2 separate regions of the Mus musculus genome follow, and region 1 is linked to region 2. Evidence: chromatin contacts called from public promoter capture Hi-C data. All regions are on one chromosome and are shown on one strand. The core of a region is the stretch at or near the end of the contact, and the rest is flanking DNA. Distances in the headings are between cores, read along the strand shown. Region 1 holds the start of Osbpl3 (oxysterol binding protein-like 3). Region 2 holds the start of Gsdme (gasdermin E).

The links. Capture Hi-C pulls out chosen DNA fragments and counts their contacts.
Region 1: a contact with region 2 is called in a promoter capture Hi-C map of liver. The contact joins the promoter of Osbpl3 here to the promoter of Gsdme in region 2. A contact is called at or near these places in 2 of 39 promoter capture datasets (cranial neural crest and pre-B cells), 1 of 484 Hi-C or Micro-C datasets (bone marrow-derived macrophages), 2 of 115 datasets of contacts at active chromatin or transcription factors (bone marrow-derived macrophages and pancreatic cancer cells) and 1 of 9 other capture datasets (liver).

Annotation. Positions count from the first base shown.
Region 1 is chr6:50,454,911-50,457,610 of GRCm38.p6, forward strand. It overlaps Osbpl3 (oxysterol binding protein-like 3), which reads right to left and starts at 1,444. Exons shown (of 24, transcript NM_001347213.1): 1 at 915-1,444.
Region 2 is chr6:50,260,502-50,263,201 of GRCm38.p6, forward strand. It overlaps Gsdme (gasdermin E), which reads right to left and starts at 1,268. Exons shown (of 10, transcript NM_018769.4): 1 at 1,233-1,268.

The sequences.
Region 1 (2,700 bases), core at 194-2,693, 190 kb after region 2:
AGTTGATGGACAGAATGGACATTTAGCCTGGATGCACTGCAATCTGTCTGAAGGTTTCTGGAGGCCAAAAGGAGGTCCTCACCTTGTATGATGCTTAGAGTGTTGAGTGTGGATGACCCAAAGTCAGAGCTATGCTTACCTATCTCTGAAACCATCTTCTGCAGCTACAGTGTAAATAAAATACACTACCCAAACGATCTCATCAAGTAATCAGATTCCTAGGGCACTGCGACATCGGAGGGGACTCCAATGCCCCAGCCCCGTTCCCTGACACAAGGTGAGAGACAACTTTATGTCCCTCTCAGCTCCAACAGTCTGGGAGGCGCGCGGCTGGTTAAGAAGTGTCTGAAGGACACAAGACAATGCCACGGGAGACGCCAGAGGCACCAATCACCCGCTGAGTGCTTGAAGCCCCAAGGGAAGGGTGCTCTCGGTCCCAGTGCAGACACTGTGGAGCGGTGTGACCTGACTGGGGAGGCCGAAGAGCGAGGTGCCTGCACCGCAGGGCCCCAAGCTCGAGGGTGTAGTAAAGCCTTCCTCCTGGCAGAATTAAGCAGGTTTCCTGTGCCTCCAGCCCGTCACAGCGCCAGGCTGTGCCGGGACAGCTCCTCTACGCGGCATCCTCATGCACCCGCACGCAGGCTCCTGAGATCCGCTCCTTCTCCGGGTCCATCCCCGCCAGGCTGTAACTCGAGGGGCACAGCTCCAGGGTGAGCAGCACCAGAGTGCTTCCTCCCAGAAAACTGGCGCTTACACGACAGACGACCTCCTAGTCTCAGGGCTGCCCCGTGGACCCGGGCTTCCCGGGACCACCACAGACACAGTCTGAACCATAGAGAATGGCTGCGTCCCCGAGCCTTCTCGGGGCCTCCACCACAGCTCAACCCCAGGCGGGCGGACGCCCTGTTGCTCACCTAAGTGTTCCGCTGCTGGGGACGCTTCTCGATTCCCCAGTGCGTGCTTCAGACCGAGAAGGACGCAAACCGGGCTTCTCGGGTCCCTGCAAGTCTCAGCCGACGGCAGTTCCAGCACCAGCCGCAGGAGACTGGGGCGCCGAGCGCTGCTCGCAGACAGATGGTGGGCGAGAGCCCGCGCAGTGCACCAGCTCTCCTGGTGCCGGGGTCCCTGGTCCCCTGCTACTGGCCGGTGTGCGATCCCCGCGACCAGTTCTCAATACTTCGCCTAGAACTTTAGGGCGCGCGCTGCCGGGCAATTAGCTGAAGAGCTGGAGCGAGGGGAGGGAGCTAAGAGGAGGAGCCTGAGTTCTCCACTGGGCGGAATAACGTGAAAAGGGCGGTGGAGGGGGGGCAGCAGAGTGGCTCCCACTCCCACCAATCAGGAGTCATCGGGGGAAGGCGGTGAGGCGTTGGACTTGGAAGCTGCAGGCGGATTCCGTGACGCCAGCCAGGGTTCAGGGCGTGTGGAGCGGTGGAGAGTGATGGTAGGTGTGGCTGGGCGGGGCAGCGGCTCCCAGCATCCTTAGAGTAGTGTGTGCCCCTTAGGCTTTCAATAAATATTTAGTGAATGACTTAGGAGGAAGTTGAGGTTCGCGCGAAAGGAGCTGTTTTAAGGAGAAGATTCCAGGGGACTAAAGTAGTCCAACGGACAATAATCACTTGAACACTGAAAAGAGCTGAGAATAAATAAGGGGGAAATATGTGGTGAGCCAAGGGTTAGACACAAGATATTAGAAACTGGTTCGGACTTTGGGGACCTGGCCCCCAGAAGCAGTTGTCCAGATTGGTATAGGGTTACAGAGGAGGCAGGAAGGGAGAAAGGTGTTGTTGTTGTTGTTGTTGTTGTTGTTGTTGTTGTTACAGTTCCCGTCCATAGGTTAGGAAAGAAGATGCAGTGTAGTTTGCGATCGAAACGCAGGAGCATCTGGCTAGATGTCCAGGCCCATCCGACTTCACCGCCCACTTGCCAGAATCCTAGCTTGGATGTCAGCCACTGATAATTTGAGGTCAATTTGCAAACCGCACATGAGTCCAGCGCCGCAGGTGGCCCGGTGGGCAGGGAATGATGAATGCCAGGAACAGATGTGATCCTGCACCTGCGGTAAAGGCACACCGGGTTTCTGCCCTCTCAGAACCTACATTTTAGAGAGGACGCAGACGATAAACCAAAGAGAGTATATATATATATATATATGTGAATAATCAGGAAAACATTGGTGAACTGTTAGCACAGAGAGCGCCATGCAGAGAGCCTCCGAAGGGGTGATGGAAGAAGCTCAGGCCCCTGAAGTCCTCTGGGAGGAGGTTCTCAAATAGGCTCCCATAGCAGGAAGGACTCAGCAGCTCTCAGGCTCAGGAAACGCTTTCTGGGCACTAGGAACTGCAGATGTATTTAACCCCTTTAAGATCCATCTGGCCTGCCTCACCGAACTGGGCATGTTGGCTCCTTTGGCTCAGCTGCTGACACTCTAGATGTTCCAGAGTGCCAAGTACATGCCTCCACCAGCGGCTGACCGTTGTCAGGCTGACCCTGTATGAACGTCTCTGAGGCTCTTTCTCACATCTGTATAAACCATGTTTCATTCACTAGGTTTGGATATTCACTTTCTGGAACCTTCCACGGATACACTCTCTGGAACTGTCTTTGGCTCTGCCAGGTGGCCGGGGAAGTTTGACGAAGAAAGCAGATTTTCTTGATGCTGTGAGCCCTAGCACTCGGCAATCCCTATATAAATGATGCAGG
Region 2 (2,700 bases), core at 18-2,517:
CAGATATGGTGGCACAGCTTGTAATCTGGGTACTCAGGGCTAGAGAGGTTGAGGCAGGAGAATTACAAATCCAAGACCAGGCTGGCCCTCACAGACAGATAATATCTTTAAAAAAATGTTTTAATTAATTTTCAAAGGTAAACACAGTTATGGGGATTGGCAGAGCTTTCCTGTAATCCTACCACTTGGCCATGGGAGAAGCCCCAGGATCAGAGTGTTCAAGGGCAGACCAGGCTCCCAGGACTGGATCTCAAAAAGAAACGAGAAGATTCCTATGTATAAAGAGGAGACCTCTCCAAGGACTCCAGAGTTCAAAAAGAACAAGAACACCCTGTGGCCAATATACAGCTTCCTCAGGAGGCAGGCCATCCTGGAGTCCAGGGATGTGGGCAGGCAGTCTAGGTTGCTGCTCTCTCTGATCAGGGGTCCAGCCTTTCTTACAAGAAGCACTCCTAGGTGATGCATGTTGAAGAGAATTCATTGTTATTGCATATCTAGATTCTGTTCCTCCAACAGCTCAGATCTTTTCCTTCCACTCCCAACTCTGCCTACGGGTTGACTGTCACCTGGGCCCAGCTGTCCTGGAGCATCCTCCCTGACTCCTCTCTCCAAGTCCCATTCAGACTCCCAGTGAGTGGCTGGCTGTTTTGTTCAGGCTTCAGCAAAGCCTGGAAGCTGCCTGGTGTCTTTCCCTGAGGGGTGCAAGTGGGAAGAACCCCTCCCCAAACGGCCACTCCAGGCAAAAGGCCTCACAGTGAAGAGGTTCAGTCAGTTACCCCAGGTCAGGCAGGACCCATGCCAGCCTGTGATCTTCCTGCACATGCACTCATGCACACACTGGATCCTTCTGACACCGACACAGGAGAGAGATTAGAAGACAAAGGATGGATGCATGGGATATGGTGAAGGCATGGTGAGATGGGGTGCCAGAGAACACCAGCTGCACTTGCCACATCCCAGGACCACAGGAGTGGTGGTGATCATGGTGGAAGGGGCAAGGATGGAATGGAGACAGGGCGAGAATGAGACTATGGGTAAGAAGGAGCAGCTGCTCCTACTGGAAGGTGGGGAGAAAAAAGGAGATCACTACCCCAATCGCCCGCCTCTGGGAGATGTAAGGGGATCTTCCGGGGCAAAGGGGAGCCGACAATTTGCCCCAGGCCAGGACACAATGCGGGCGGAGGGAAGAGGAGCCCAAGCGGAACCCGCAGCTCGCGCCCGCCGCCACTTACCCGCGCGCCGCCTCTCCGTCCTGCACGCTCCGTTCTTTCACGCGCACGCGCGCGTTCCCGGACACCCACAGAGAAGAGGAGGGAGGGCCTGGACCTTTGCTCCGTCCTGCCCCTGGATGCCTCAGCCGGTCCACAAGCTAAGGGATGGCGCCGGGGGCGGGGCTGAACCCGGGAGCTGGGGGACCTGGCAGCAGAGTTAAAGGCGCTAGCTGGTCTAGGAGATCCAGGCAGCACCAGAGACTACTTCTAACCAGACACTGCCTGTCTTCCTTCCGGAACTGCCAACCGTCCGGGTCAGTCTCTGGCTCTCCATCTGCTCCACAGGAGGAAGATGGGGACGAGACTGTGGCCTACTGGCTACAGTTCCCTCATCCCACCCACCTCCCCTTCTCTATGCCCCTGGTTCTCCAGAGCCTGTCCAGGCACTAAGAGGGTGTGAGCTGTCAGCGTGGCTTTGCAGTGTCCAGGAAACTCCCACCTTGGCCTTGGCAACCCTTGCACTTGTTTGGGGCTTGGAGCTTGGTGTTGAGTAGCTTAATCAGAGAGGTAAGCTCTCTGAAGGCAGAATCAAGCCTACAGGCGCTTGGTAAACTGAGGGAGAGGATTGAAGCAGAACGTTGCACCCTCTGAGTCAATTTTTATAGGATGTTCTTTCCCGTGCAATAAATAGAAAAAGAGAATTCTCCTTCTGCACCCCCACCTCCAAGCCCCGGATTTACACACTCAGAGAGTAGCCGCACTTTGTGGCTGCCCCAGTGGGGAGGAGCCTGGGAGGCTGCTAAAAGGGTGGAGTCTCTTTTGGTCCCCTCACGTCAAACCTCTCCTAACTATCCACACTACTACCCTCTGTAGCTCCTTCCATACTCTATGATTCTCCTGTGCTCCAACAGCCACCACTCTACTATATGTAGAATACAAACGTCTTCCCTAAATCTTCATGTCTCAGAGGACAGTAACTTTTGTCTGCTTTATTGACAGTGTCCGGCTCCAAACTTGAAACTTACTGCATAGTAGATACTCAGTAAATTATGCTTGGATTAAATGAGATGGCCAGCATAGCATGCAAAGGTGCCTGGCGCCAAGTCTGACCATCTGATTGGGTCCCAGAGCCCACACAGTGGAAGAACTGATTCATACAGGGTACCCTTCAGTTATCCCCTGACACACACATGTATATAATAAAAAAAAAATCTTTTAGAGAAATGAACTGTCGCGTTTGTTCCTCAGACGGGGCAGATGGAGATTGTGGGGTGGACTTCATAAGTTATCCCGGTTCAAGCTTTCTTTTCTAGCAACTTAAGCCATGTAAGGGGATGAAGATTTTTGGTGTCCATCGCCTTTTGACCTGGCCGGTTAGCTTAAGGTCATCCTCAAAGCTGGTCCAGGCAATGCTTATACTGAAGGCCCCAGTTCTGTTCAGCTAGCTCCTCACTTGTAACTGATGTGCACAAGGAAGGCATAGGAGGTG